3 separate regions of the Mus musculus genome follow, and all the other regions are linked to region 1. The links are chromatin contacts, called in public HiChIP or PLAC-seq maps. All regions are on one chromosome and are shown on one strand. Each heading gives the region's core, a stretch centred on a gene start, on an enhancer-like site or on the middle of the called end of the contact. The rest is flanking DNA. Distances are from core to core; before and after follow the strand shown.

Region 1 (4,011 bases), core at 702-3,201:
CTGCCCTCATCCAGCGATAGGCCCATAGTACACCCAGGGCTGACATCCTAACTCTCCAGCCCTAAGTGTTTCCAAGGTATGTGGGAGGAGTCCGTGAAGAAGAGACTGTCTATACAAATGCGTTGGAAAGCACTGGTGGCTATTCTGGGGCATGGATGTGAGCTAGCAGCTGTGGGGGATGAGACAAGTGGGACAGGTACAGCTTGGGGACAAGGTGTCTTTGGATCATCTCTCAGAGGTGTTGGCCCCATTGCAAGTAAGGGAGAAGGGGAGGAAGTCCCATGCACACAGGGCACCATTTGCATGTAGCCCTACTGGGAAAAACCCTACCTACTGCAGACCTATTAGAAGCAACAACCCCATCCCTCTTTGCAGTCTGAAAGGAACCCAAGTTAGCCCTGGCTTCCAACCTTACTGCCAAAACCCACGACTCCTTAAGACCAAAGGGCCAGGCAGTTCAACTCACAATGCACCACCCAATTCCGGGTGCAGTGGAGTAGGGACAACTACAGTCGGCTAAAAAGGTAGATGCTCCAGCCGTAGGGCAGCATGCATGCGGCCCAGGATTCTATTCACACCACTGGGGATAGAACTGGGGAAGAACAGCAGGTGTAGGTTGCCTGGCTATTATTCAGATAGACAGCTTTCACTGCCCTGATTAAAAGGTTGCAAATATGGTCTATGTAGACGCTGCCTCAAAAAAAAAAAAAAAAAAAAAAAAAAAAGGCTGGAGAGTTGGCTAAGAGGTCATGAGTTCAATTGCTAGCAACCACATGGTGGCTCACAACCTTCTATTGGGTGATCTGATGCTCTCTCTTCAAGCAGGCAGAGCACTCATGCATTAAATAAATAAAAAATTTAAAATATTTTTTAAAGAGCAGACTTATTCATAAAAAAGTCTTGCACACAAAAACCACATTCACATTAGTCAGAAGCCACTGTGATGTTACATTTGGGGCCACCGCTCAAGAAGAGCAAGGGCTTTGGAAACGCCATAAAAATGGGGGACATTTTGCTGAACAAGAAGCCAAACCCAAATTTATGCAGGTGAGGGGATCAGGCCACCTGGGGCAGTTCCCTTGCTTCCCGAAACCATGATAAAGTCCCCGCGAGGGTCAAAGGGTCAGCCCATCCCCCTCCCACCCCCGCTTCCCAGCGGCGTCTGGCCAAGGCCCGGGCGCCCCTCGCACGGCGCGCACGGTCCCCGATTCCTTGGAGGACAAAAGCCCGCGCCACAGGCGGGCTAAAAGCCACGAGGCTGAAGCCTTGGCTGCAGGCGTGGCGCACGCGCACTCACAGCAGCGCTGGGTGGCGCGGATCAGCAAAAGGCAAGGCACTGGGTTCAACGCATGCGCGCTGAGGCGAGCCATGGCCGGCGCGTGCGCACTGACCACAGCTGGCACGTAGGACGCACGCTCGGACGCACGCTCGGACGCACGTCGCCCGGCCCAGACCGCGGCCCGCAGTCGGGGCGCCCAGGCCGCCGCAGAGGCCGCTGGGAGGCGCCCGTTGGGGCCCTGCGCGGCCGGCGCGCTCATTCACCTATAGTAAAAGACATCCCTGTGGCCGGCCGACAGCCCCGACCTCCTGGGCACTTCTTCCCTTTCCCAGCCCTGCGGGAGCGCCGGGCACTCCCACCTCTTCCGCTCCATTGCGCCCCGGCTTTTCCGCCCGCCGTGGCCGATGCCGCCGCCGCCGCCGCTTCTGCAAGTTGCGACCCCCGGGCTCGTCGCCGATTCGGCTCCCTCCGCCGCCGCCACTCGCCGCAGCTGTTCTGTCCCACGGGCCTCCGCCCTCCGCCCCCAGCCGGGCGCGCGCCGGCTTCGCCACCCGCTCGGCCCCCTCCCCGCGCTTCACAGCCCCCGCTAGGGGGGCCGCTCCGCCCACCCGCCCGCGCGTGGGGCTCGTCTGCGCAGGCGTGGAGTCGGCCCCGCCCCTTCGCGCTCGCAGGACCAGTCTGACTGCCGTCCAGACTCTCTGCGCAGCCGCGGCCCCGACCCAGCCTTCGCTTGCCTTCAAGACCCGCCCCAAGGCTGTGAAGCCAATCAGATCACTTCAGCTCCTCGGCTTAAAATGCACAGTTGGCTACGTCCCGCCTTGCGGGAGACGCCCACAGGGCATGGAGACCAATCAGCGCTCAGAACCTCGTTCTGTGCTTAACTTCTCATATAAATCTGCTCTGAGACAAGGACAGCCAATCAGCGTGGCCGGGGTGGGACAACCATTGCGTTTGCGCTCTAGACTCCGGAAGCACAGTGTGTGCTGCACCTGGTCTGTACCAAGCTGGAGCAGTTTCGCCCGAGCTGCCGTCCTGGTCCTGGGGTCGCGCTGGGCTGCACCTGCGCAGTGTGCGTTTGTCAGGGACCCGCCTGGGCTTTGTGAAAAAGATCGAGTACAACTCGGGGCCTTCGACGCAGTCCTGCTTCCCTCTGCGTTTCGTTCTGGCCTCTCGGCTGTTCCAGCCCCAGCCTCTATTGCGTTACTGCGAGGACAGAAATGCACCACCACTCCCGGCTTCACCAAGAACTATTTAAGAAGTTTGTTCTTTGCAGCAGTACTGAAAATAGAAAGCAGAACCTTACACGTGGTAGACTTTCTGCCGTTAGGCTGCACCCCAGCCTGAGTTTGATGGCTCACGAACCTATTTAGAACATTCCTGGCCAGCCTGGGCCACACAGCAATACCCTAAAATCAGGCCAGGAATAGTGGCACGTGCTTGCCATCTCAGCACTGGGATAGTGGAGGAAGGAGGATCAAGCACTTCAAGACCAGCTTGGAGTTTACTAGATCCAGCATCAGAAGGAAGAACAAAACCAAAAACTGGTTTCTAAGTTAGTGAATGGAGTCACTCGCACTATCGCCCCTTGTCTACCGCAGCCCTGAGGACAGGGAGCTGGGGGGTCACTTACTCCTGCTTGGTACTGTCGGCTGCTTTGCCACTCAGGCCCAGCCAGACTTACCCAGGGAACATGCCTGAAGGCCAACTACCTTCTCACCCAGGCTTCCATTATACAGTACCTGGAAGACCTCTCTTTGAAAGGGGACCCTCCCTGACAAGGAGAGCTGCCAAGGGATCATGAGGTGAAATCACAACACATTTAAAGATCTTTGTCTTGCCTGCAATTTTTGGAGCTCAGGAACTGTATTTTATGAGCTAGGATTTGGGTCCCCAGATCAGGAGGAGAGATCAGATCACAGTGAAGAAGGTCAGGGGGACATGGAGGCTGGGATTAGTGTTTTGTATTTTTGAGTCAGAGTCTGACTTTGTAGCTTTCCCTGGCCTTGAACTCCGAGATCCTTCTGCCCCCTGCTTCCCAGGTGCTGGGATTAAGCCAGGCTTGGTGTCTGACAGATTTTTGCATGTGAGAATGGCAGCAGAAAATTGACACTGGGGTTCTCAATTCTCTATTTTTGAATTTTAAAAATCTGTGCCTCTTACCATCCAGAACCATCTAACTTCCCCAGACTGGGTCTCTCAGCTTGTAGCTTACTGCTTTATCTGGGCTGGCAGGAAGGGAGGTCTCAGACATGCAGCCTCCGGGCAAGGAAGTTCAGGCTCTCACGCGTGTTTGCCAAGCTGGTTACTCAACTGTCTTTCTCCTTCCATCTTTTTTATTCTTAAACCAATAAGGGGTTTTAAGTGGCCCAGGATGTCCTGAACCTTGCTATGTAGCTGGGGTGACAGTTATGAAGTGCTGGAGATGGACCAAGAGCCTTGTACACCCTAAAGGAGCTCCATCCCTAGCCGTTTCTGATCTTGACAACTTTCCTGAGTTTATCTTACTGTGTGAATAGGTCAGAGCTTGCGCTCAGGTATGATGGTGTGGTGGTTTGAATATGGTTGGCCCAAGGAGTGGCACTATTAGGAAGTGTGGCCTTGTTGGAGAGTGTCACTGGAGGGGTGGGCTTTGAGAGACCCTCCACCTAGCTGCCTGGAAATCAGTCTTCTCCAAGCTGACTTCTGATCAAGATGTAGAACTCTTAGCTCCTTCTCGGGCACCACAACTGCCT
Region 2 (4,011 bases), core at 1,097-3,596, 380 kb before region 1:
CGCACAGGTGAGCCCCAGGGTCGCACTCTGGCCACCTCGCAGGATGAGGTGATCCTGAACCCGGTGAGGTCCCTAGGGTGGAACAGAGCATGGTCCCCGTGCAGGCAGGCTGGGCCAGCTGTGCTCACACTCTCACCCACAGCATGGAGGAGTGCGAAGCGCTCTGCACGCGCCTGGCCATCATGGTGAACGGGCGGTTCCGCTGTCTGGGAAGCTCTCAGCATCTCAAAGGCAGGTGAGCAGGGCAGGATGGACTGGCGGGAAGAGAAGAGTGCTGTGGGTGTGGTTAGGGCTAGAAGATAGGGGCGGGCCATATGCACCATAGGGGCAGAGCCCGACTGTATGAGGGAAGCCTGGAAAGGTGGAAGTGCTCAGAGGAGCTTTTTGGATGGAGTCCAGGGGAGGTGAGGAGTGTCTGTCCTTCGATACAGGTGTGCCAGGTCCTCTGAGTGGGCGTAGTCTCTTAGACTCGTGGGCGTGGCTCGCAGCAGGGTAGGGTGAGAAGGAATTGGGTTGGGTCCAGGTGTCCAAGACAGGCCAAGGACAGGTCTAGTAGGGAGTATCGAGATTTCGAGGAGCAATAGGGGCCATGGCCTGCATCCCTGGTCCTGTCCCCTCCAGGTTCGGGGCTGGCCACACACTGACTCTAAGGGTCCCACCGGACCAGCCTGAGCCGGCGATAGCCTTCATCAGGATCACATTCCCTGGGGCTGAACTCCGGGAGGTGCACGGCAGCCGTCTGCGCTTCCAACTGCCACCGGGGGGCAGATGCACCCTGACACGAGTGTTCAGGGAGCTGGCTGCCCAGGGCAGGGCCCACGGTGTGGAGGACTTCTCTGTGAGCCAGACCACTCTGGAGGAGGTGACTTCGGGCACCATCAAAGGGTTTGAAGGGAAGAGCTGAGGTGCCTCAGGACCCTGGGCTGACATCTACCCCCACCCCATGCATTTCTGCCCCCTCCATGTCTCTGCCCTGCCAGGTGTTCCTATATTTCTCCAAAGACCAAGGGGAAGAGGAAGAGAGCAGTCGGCAGGAGGCTGAAGAAGAGGAGGTTTCCAAACCTGGCCGGCAGCATCCCAAACGTGTCAGCCGATTCCTGGAAGACCCCAGCTCTGTGGAGACCATGATCTGAGCATGCCTGCCTTGGGACTGAGTGGCAAAGCTCAGACAGAGGATCTCTGTACCATACGCTGGCTCCCAGAAAGCCTTGGGCTCTGGGGGAAATAAAAAGAAACTAGAATGAGAATGAGGCCACGGCTGAGTTTGTGTTTTAGGAGTCTTAGCTCTGTACAGTCCCATACACTATCACATGTACAGTATGCGCGTGTGTCCTGCTGTGAATTGCCTGCAACACGGACACTTCCCAGGTGTCCAGTCACACGTATCCTGACCTGCATGTACCTATGTGGGTCTGACACCCAAGGGCGGGACTTGTGAGTGTTTCTGACCGTGAAGTAGAGATGAGGTCAGGCTTGTGGAATGTTCCAGACGGTATAGAGGACCCTGGTACTTTCCTGGCCTGACCGGACCAGAAGCCCACCCCAGAGCCAGCCAGTCTTCATCCTGAGACAACCTCCCAAGCCCACCCCCAGCCATCCAACTATGAGTGGGAGGCACGGGACCCTTAAGGGGCTCCTCGGCTGGGTTTGTGGCTGGACCAGAGCTTGGAGAGCGGGCCTAGGTACTGCAGGCTGCGGCCTTTCTGGGCTGTGTCCCCGAGAGCCACCCAGTGTGCCTGAGGTCAGTGGAGTTTGGGATGGTTAAGGGACATGGTGTCTAAATTATTAAATAGTACCTCTGGGGATCCTGAGACCTGAAGCTCAGAGCTGGGATATAGAGGGCAGAGTGGGAGTGGGAGCTAAGTGGAGGCCAGCAGGGCAGTGGAGCTCCTGGGTTGCTGGATGGAAGCCACCCAGGCATGGCACCTTCAGGTCCTATGGTCCCCAGAAGACTGTAAGGCTGGTGATTATAGGGAATGGGGGGTCACCTGTGCATGGTGAGGGACTCAGGGGGTGTCTGTTTGATCTGTGTGTGAACCTGTTGCTCAGCCTCCTCTCTGGTCTTTCATATCAGTATACACATGACACTGCCTTTCTTGACTGTATGTTATGTCCCAAGCAAGAGTCAGCTAATGCCTGGATCGGGTGGCCACACAGGACACAGGCTGCAAGTGGAAGGTGGCCTGCTGTGGGGAACCTGTGTCAGAGTCAGTGTGCAGAGTCCTATAAGAGCTGACACTTGGGACAGTCACACTGGGGGCGGATCTGAGGTGTCACCTCCCTCCCTCTGCTGGGGAGCCTTTTCCTGTGTAGGAGACTTATGCGCCAATGAGAGCCAAGCCAGTCACGTGTGGCTCTGACAGCTGGGGAGGGGGTGGCCCTGAGCAATGTGGTCCAGAGACAGCCTGCACCAGGAGTTGCAGGACTGAGACCACCCCCAGACTCCCACCCTGCCGTTGCCCGCCTGTCCTCACCTAGGGCCACTGGGGCTGACTCCACCATGTTCTCTCGGAAGAAGCGAGAACTTATGAAAACTCCCTCTATTTCCAAAAAGAACCGCGCGGGGAGCCCCAACCCGCAGTCCTCCTCAGGGGTGAGTGGGGCACAGAGCGGGTGGGGACCCAGGATGACACCCACAGCCTGTGGTCACTGATGGGCATAGCATGCAACTACAACACCATGCTGGGTCCACGCTGGGGGAACCGGGCCAGCTATAGTCCACACCAGGCAGAATGGCCGGCGACAAGGAGTGGCCTGAACCTAGGAGGCCGCATTACGGTAGGTAGGGATGGCCTTGGGTGGCAACCAAGTCACCCATCTTGATGAGGGATGTCCCCGTCGTGTGCCAATGACGGTTGTGGGTAGTGGGTAGAACTGGTATTGGAGTCTAGTGACTACACTGTAATATGGGGTCTGGGCAATTTTAGGGTTCTGAAAGCCAATGGGGAACTGGTGTTGAACTGGGGTGCAGGTGTACAGAGCAGATTGGGGGGGTCTCCAAGTTTCTCCAGGACCTGCTGCTGCCTGCTGAGCTTTTGAGAATTTGTGAGGTTTAGGGGTACCTCTACTAGGTCTGGGGGTGTCCTGAGACACAGGAGCCTGATGATCTTTTCAGGTCACAGAAGTTATCCATGTTTTTAGAAAGTGGACACCCGTAGAGGTATCTGGGGTGGCTACAGGGTTAGAGACTCACAAGAGTCCTCCCCACCCCCACCAGGAAGTGGGGTGCCCCCTCCCTCCTGTGCCCCACAGGCCCCGCCTCTGGCTGTGGTTTGGGTAGGGACGGTTGTTTGTGAAAGCTATAGACAGGAGGATGTTGGGTAACAGGTGGGGGGGGGGGAGCTTAAAATTCTCTGCCCACTGACCTCTGACCCCTGTGAGGACTTTCTGGGGAAACTGAGGCAGTGTCTGGGATGGGGGATCCCCTTGACTCCTCTTCCCTATGCATACCTAGGAGCTGCCCAGGAAGGATTGGACAGAAGCTCCCGGCCTGGAGCCACCAGCCACATCCCTGTCCACGGTAGCCAAGGGCACAGGGACACTCAAAAGACCCACCAGCCTGAGCCGCCATGCCAGTGCAGCAGGCTTCCCGCTCTCGGGCACTGCCACCTGGACCCTGGGCCGTGGGTACCGAAGCCCCCTTTCTGCGGCCAGTCCGGCAGAGTTACCCACTGAGGGAGCTTTCCCTGATGGCGTAGAAGACATCTCAACCCTGCTGGCGGATGTGGCCCGCTTTGCTGAGGGCTTGGAGAAGCTCAAGGAGTGTGTGCTGCAGGACGGTGAGGATCTTCAGAGCAGCACGGAGGGAGGGCAGGAGGTGGGCAGCCTCTCAGCCCAGCACTCAGGCAGGAGGATCTCTGTGAGTCTACACTTGAGTCTTATGCAGGTCAGCCAGAATTACAGTGAGACCCTGACTCAGAAAGAATGAAAGAAAGAAAGAAAGAAAGAAAGAAAGAAAGAAAGAAAGAAAGGAAGGAAGGAAGGAAGGAAGGAAGGAAGGAAGGAAGAAAG
Region 3 (4,011 bases), core at 1,133-3,632, 360 kb after region 1:
GGTGCCTCCAGAGGGCTTTATCTCAGCACTCCACTCGGGAGGCAGAGGCAGGCCGATCTCTGTGAGTTTAAGGCCAGCCTGGGCTACTTATCAACTTTCTTTTGTTTTGTTTTGTTTTGTTTTTTAAAATTTTTTTCCAGACAGGGTTTCTCTGTATAGCCCTGGGTGTCCTGGAACTCACTCTGTAGAGCAGGCTGGCCTCGAATTCAGAAATCCACCTGCCTCTGCCTCCCAAGTGCTGGGATTAAAGATGCATGCCACCACTGCCCTGCACATATCAACTTTCAAAGCTACACAATGATCTCCTCTCAAAAAAAAAAAAAAAAAAAAAAGTAAAACAAGATAACAAAATCAAACGTAGAAGCCGCCGGGTGTGGTGGCACACCCTGTCTCGAAAAACCAAACCAAAAAACAAACAAACAAAAAAACATAGAAGCCAACAAATAAAAACAATAGAGCAATCTAGGAAGAGCCAATGCAGACTTCTGCAAGGAAGGATAATCTCGGCTCAGGCCCAGGCTATCCACCTGCCTCTGCCTGTGTCCCAAGAGCCCTGTGTAACCCATGAGTTACCTGGCAAGTTCAGTTTCTTGACCTGCTTACATCATACCAAGTGTACTGGCTAGTTTTGTGTCAACTTGACAGAGAAAGGAGCTTCAGCTGGGGAAATGCCTCCATGAGATCCAGCTGTAAGGCATTTTCTTTTTTCTTTTTTTTTTTTAATTTATTTTTATTATATGTAAGTACACTGTAGCTGTCTTCAGACACCCCAGAAGAGGGAGTCAGATCTCATTATGGATGGTTGTGAGCCACCATGTGGTTGCTGGGATTTGAACTTCGGACCTTTGGAAGAGCAGTAAGGTGCTCTTACCCACTGAGCCATCTCACCAGCCCATGTAAGGCATTTTCTTAATTAGTGATCAAGGGGGGAGGTCCCCTTGTGAGTGGTGCCATCCCTGGGCTGGTAGTCTTGGGTTCTATAAGAGAGCAAGCTGCAGCCAGGGCTACACAGAGAAACCCTGTCTTGGGAAAAAAATGTATTTAAGAGAGAGAGAGAGAGAGAGAGAGAGAGAGCGCAAGCTGAGCAAGCCAGGGGAAGCAAGCCAGTAAAGAACATCCCTCCATGGCCTCTGCATCAGCTCCTGCTTCCTGACCTGCCTGAGTTCCAGTCCTGACATCCTTTGGTGATTAACAGCAATGTGGAAGTGTAAGGTGAATAAACCCTTTCCTCCCCAACTTGCTTCTTGGTCCTGATGTTTGTGCAGGAATAGAAGCCCTGACTGAGACACCAAGCTACAGAGTCTTTTACCACGTCATTTAGTTTTGGAACGAGGGCTCACTGAGTTGCCCAGGCTGGCCCGGAATTTACTTGGTAGCTCAGCATGGCTTCTAGCTCCGGATCCTTCTTTTGGGGGCTGGCAAGCGCTAGGATGAGGGGTGGGAGCCATCTCCCCTAGATTACATTCACTCCCATGTAGTCAGGAAGAAGAAGCAGCTATCCAGAAGCGGCTGGTGAGCTGGTGACAGCTCACCTCAAGGTAACTTATTCTCAGAAGGTTTTGGGGGGAGGGAACTTAAGTATTAGAAGGATTGGAATGGCCTAAGAAGGAAATAAGTTTGGCTCCTGACTCTGTAAAGTTCTGGGCAGGTCAGAGAATAACATTGCTTTGAACTCTTAATTGAGAGCCTCCGACCTATAGGGTCCAATTTGACTGATGATTTATTAATTAACTTATTGCTCACATCTTTAATCCCAGCTCTCAGGAGGCAGAGGCAGGTGGATTTTGGTAAATTCGAGGTCAGACTGGTCAACAGAATGAGTTCCTGGACAGCCAGGGACACCCTGTCTCAAAAAAAAAAAAAAAAAAAAAAGCATGTAAATAAACAATAAGCAGATAGGCTAGAAAAGTGAAAAAATAGAAAAGCTAAAGAAGGGGAAAAATTGAAAAATGAAAAAAAAAAGAAAGAAAGAAAAAGCCAGAAAAACAGAAAAAGAAAATTGACGGGAAGGGAAGAGAAAGAAAAAGAACAGGAAATGGAAAGAAAAGAAAAAAGCAAAGCAAAGCGAAGGGACGCGAAGCAAGCCTGTGCAACTGGGATTTGAACTTGACCCCGCCTGGTCTCTCTCGCTTTCCTCCGCAGGGTTTCCCCGGGTCCCCGCTTCCGGCTGGCGGCGACGTCGGAGGGCAACCGAGGACGTGCGTGCGCCGCTGCGTGCGTAAGTGCGTGCGTCGGTCGGAGGAGGGCGAGTCCAAGGGGGCGTGGCGTGCGAGGGGTGGCGCGCGCGGCGCGGCGGGCGGAGGCTCTGGGCGCGCACCGCCTCTTGGCTCCCGGCCTCCCCCGCGCGCGCTCGCCGAGTGGTTCCGCCCGACCCCCCGGCTCATTGTGCCTTCTCCTCACGCCGGCCCAAGATGGCGGCGGCTCTAGACGCCCCGGCTCTGTGACTCCTACAAAGAGGGGAGCTGGGGCCACACGGGAGCGGCGGCCGAGGCACAGGCCGGGCCGTCTGTCCTCAGCCGTCCGCCCCGCGTCCGCCCGTGTCCGCCCGCCCGGCTTCCCGCCGGTGGCCCCGCCCCTCCCCCAACCGCCCGCCTAGCATGGTGCGGCGGCCGCGCGCGCCGACATGGGCGAGAAGCTGGAGCTGAGGCTCAAGTCGCCTGTGGGCGCCGAGCCCGCCGTCTACCCGTGGCCGCTGCCGGTCTACGTGAGTGTACTTGCGGAGAACGCGGGGGTAGGAGTCGTGGGGCTCCGCGGCGGCAGCGGCGGCGGCGGCGGGTCCTTGGCCGTTCTCGGCCCGCGCCTGCCGTTGCCCTGACGCGGCCGGTCGCGTTGTCGCCGCCGCCGGCCCGGAGCCCCGCGTCTCCAGCCTTTGAGGACCTGAGTCTGGACCGACCTTGTGGGCAGGGGTGTAGAGACTGAGAAGTCGGGGATTCCTTGCCTTTCGTGGCGACCCCTCATGTTGTCACCTCAAATTGTCACCTCACGTGCCCTCTTCCAGTCATCTGTTTCTTATCCTGATGCCTTCTCCTATTGTCCTCTATGCCCTTTCTCGTTGTCACCTTTTGATGTTCATGGGCAGGTGCTAAAAAGAACCCTAGGAAGTCAGGGGGAGGTTGGCCCTTGGGTTTGGGTTGTCCCCCCACGTTCGTGGAGTGGTAGGAGGGCTCCGAATAGTTGTTTCTTCATGTCAGGGTGCCCGGCTGAAAGAACCTGAGAAGTTAGAGAGGTTGTCATCTCAATTTGTACCTCATGTGTCGTTTGACGTTGGTGGATTGGCCTGGAGGTACATTGGAATGCTGGAGCAGTTGTTTCTTAATGTTGGTGGCATGGCTAGAGGGGACTTAGGGAGTCTGGAGGTTGTCCTCTCATGCTGGTGGGTAGAGCTGGTGCGACTCTGCAAAGCTGGAGGTGTTATCCCTTAAAGTGGAAGTGCCAGAGGCAAGTGGGTTCTGAAGTCCAGGAGGGCCTGCGGAGGTCAGTGTACTGTCCCCTTGTGGCCCTTTGTATGCTTTGAGTAGAAGATACAGCAGTGGGGTTCCCTGGTGCTGCTGAGTTCACATCCTCACTGGGGTCCCAGGGAACATGTGTGTCCTGGGATGCCCTTGCACCTGTCCTCTGCCTCTTCGAATTAGGCAGCCCTGTGTGTCCTTGAACATTCCCACAAGTGTCCACTCAACTCTCCTGAGGTCAGCAAGATGGCTCAGCAACAGTCTTATAATCTGAGTTCCATGTTTGGGACATGGGCAGAAGGGAGAGTACCAACTTCCACAAGTTCTCTGACCTCACTGTGTGCACAGACACAGCCACTCACAAATGTAATAGGAATTTTGAAATATCTGTTTGTGTGTATGCTGGTCATGGTGGCACACACTTTTAATCCTGGCACTTGGCAGAGGCAGGAGGAGTCCTGACCAACCTGGTCTATAGTGTGGGTTCCTGGTTGGTGGTCTGCCTACAAAGAGTCTGAGAAATTGGGGAGGCTTGTCCCTCTTCTTACCACGACTGGAAGGA

What was found. HiChIP or PLAC-seq counts read pairs in DNA pulled down with a chosen protein or histone mark.
Region 2: a contact with region 1 is called in a FOXA1 HiChIP or PLAC-seq map of pancreatic cancer cells. The contact joins the promoter of Arhgap45 here to the promoter of Mbd3 in region 1. A contact is called at or near these places in 2 of 115 datasets of contacts at active chromatin or transcription factors (embryonic stem cells and pancreatic cancer cells) and 1 of 9 other capture datasets (embryonic stem cells).
Region 3: a contact with region 1 is called in an HNF4G HiChIP or PLAC-seq map of pancreatic cancer cells. The contact joins the promoter of Dot1l here to the promoter of Mbd3 in region 1. A contact is called at or near these places in 4 of 39 promoter capture datasets (liver, neural stem cells and pre-B cells), 5 of 115 datasets of contacts at active chromatin or transcription factors (astrocytes, embryonic stem cells, extraembryonic endoderm stem cells and 2 more) and 2 of 9 other capture datasets (liver and pancreatic islet).

Annotation. Positions count from the first base shown.
Region 1 is chr10:80,397,580-80,401,590 of GRCm38.p6, forward strand. Mbd3 (methyl-CpG binding domain protein 3) reads right to left here and starts at 1,952. Exons shown (of 7, transcript NM_001306143.1): 1 at 1,639-1,952. The coding sequence starts at 1,652.
Region 2 is chr10:80,014,326-80,018,336 of GRCm38.p6, forward strand. Arhgap45 (Rho GTPase activating protein 45) reads left to right here and starts at 2,347. Exons shown (of 23, transcript NM_001142701.1): 1 at 2,347-2,593; 2 at 3,455-3,779. The coding sequence starts at 2,501. Abca7 (ATP-binding cassette, sub-family A (ABC1), member 7) reads left to right here. Exons shown (of 47, transcript NM_001347081.2): 44 at 1-7; 45 at 143-235; 46 at 622-862; 47 at 981-1,247. The coding sequence ends at 1,133.
Region 3 is chr10:80,752,821-80,756,831 of GRCm38.p6, forward strand. It overlaps Dot1l (DOT1-like, histone H3 methyltransferase (S. cerevisiae)), which reads left to right and starts at 2,383. Exons shown (of 28, transcript NM_199322.2): 1 at 2,383-2,704. The coding sequence starts at 2,624.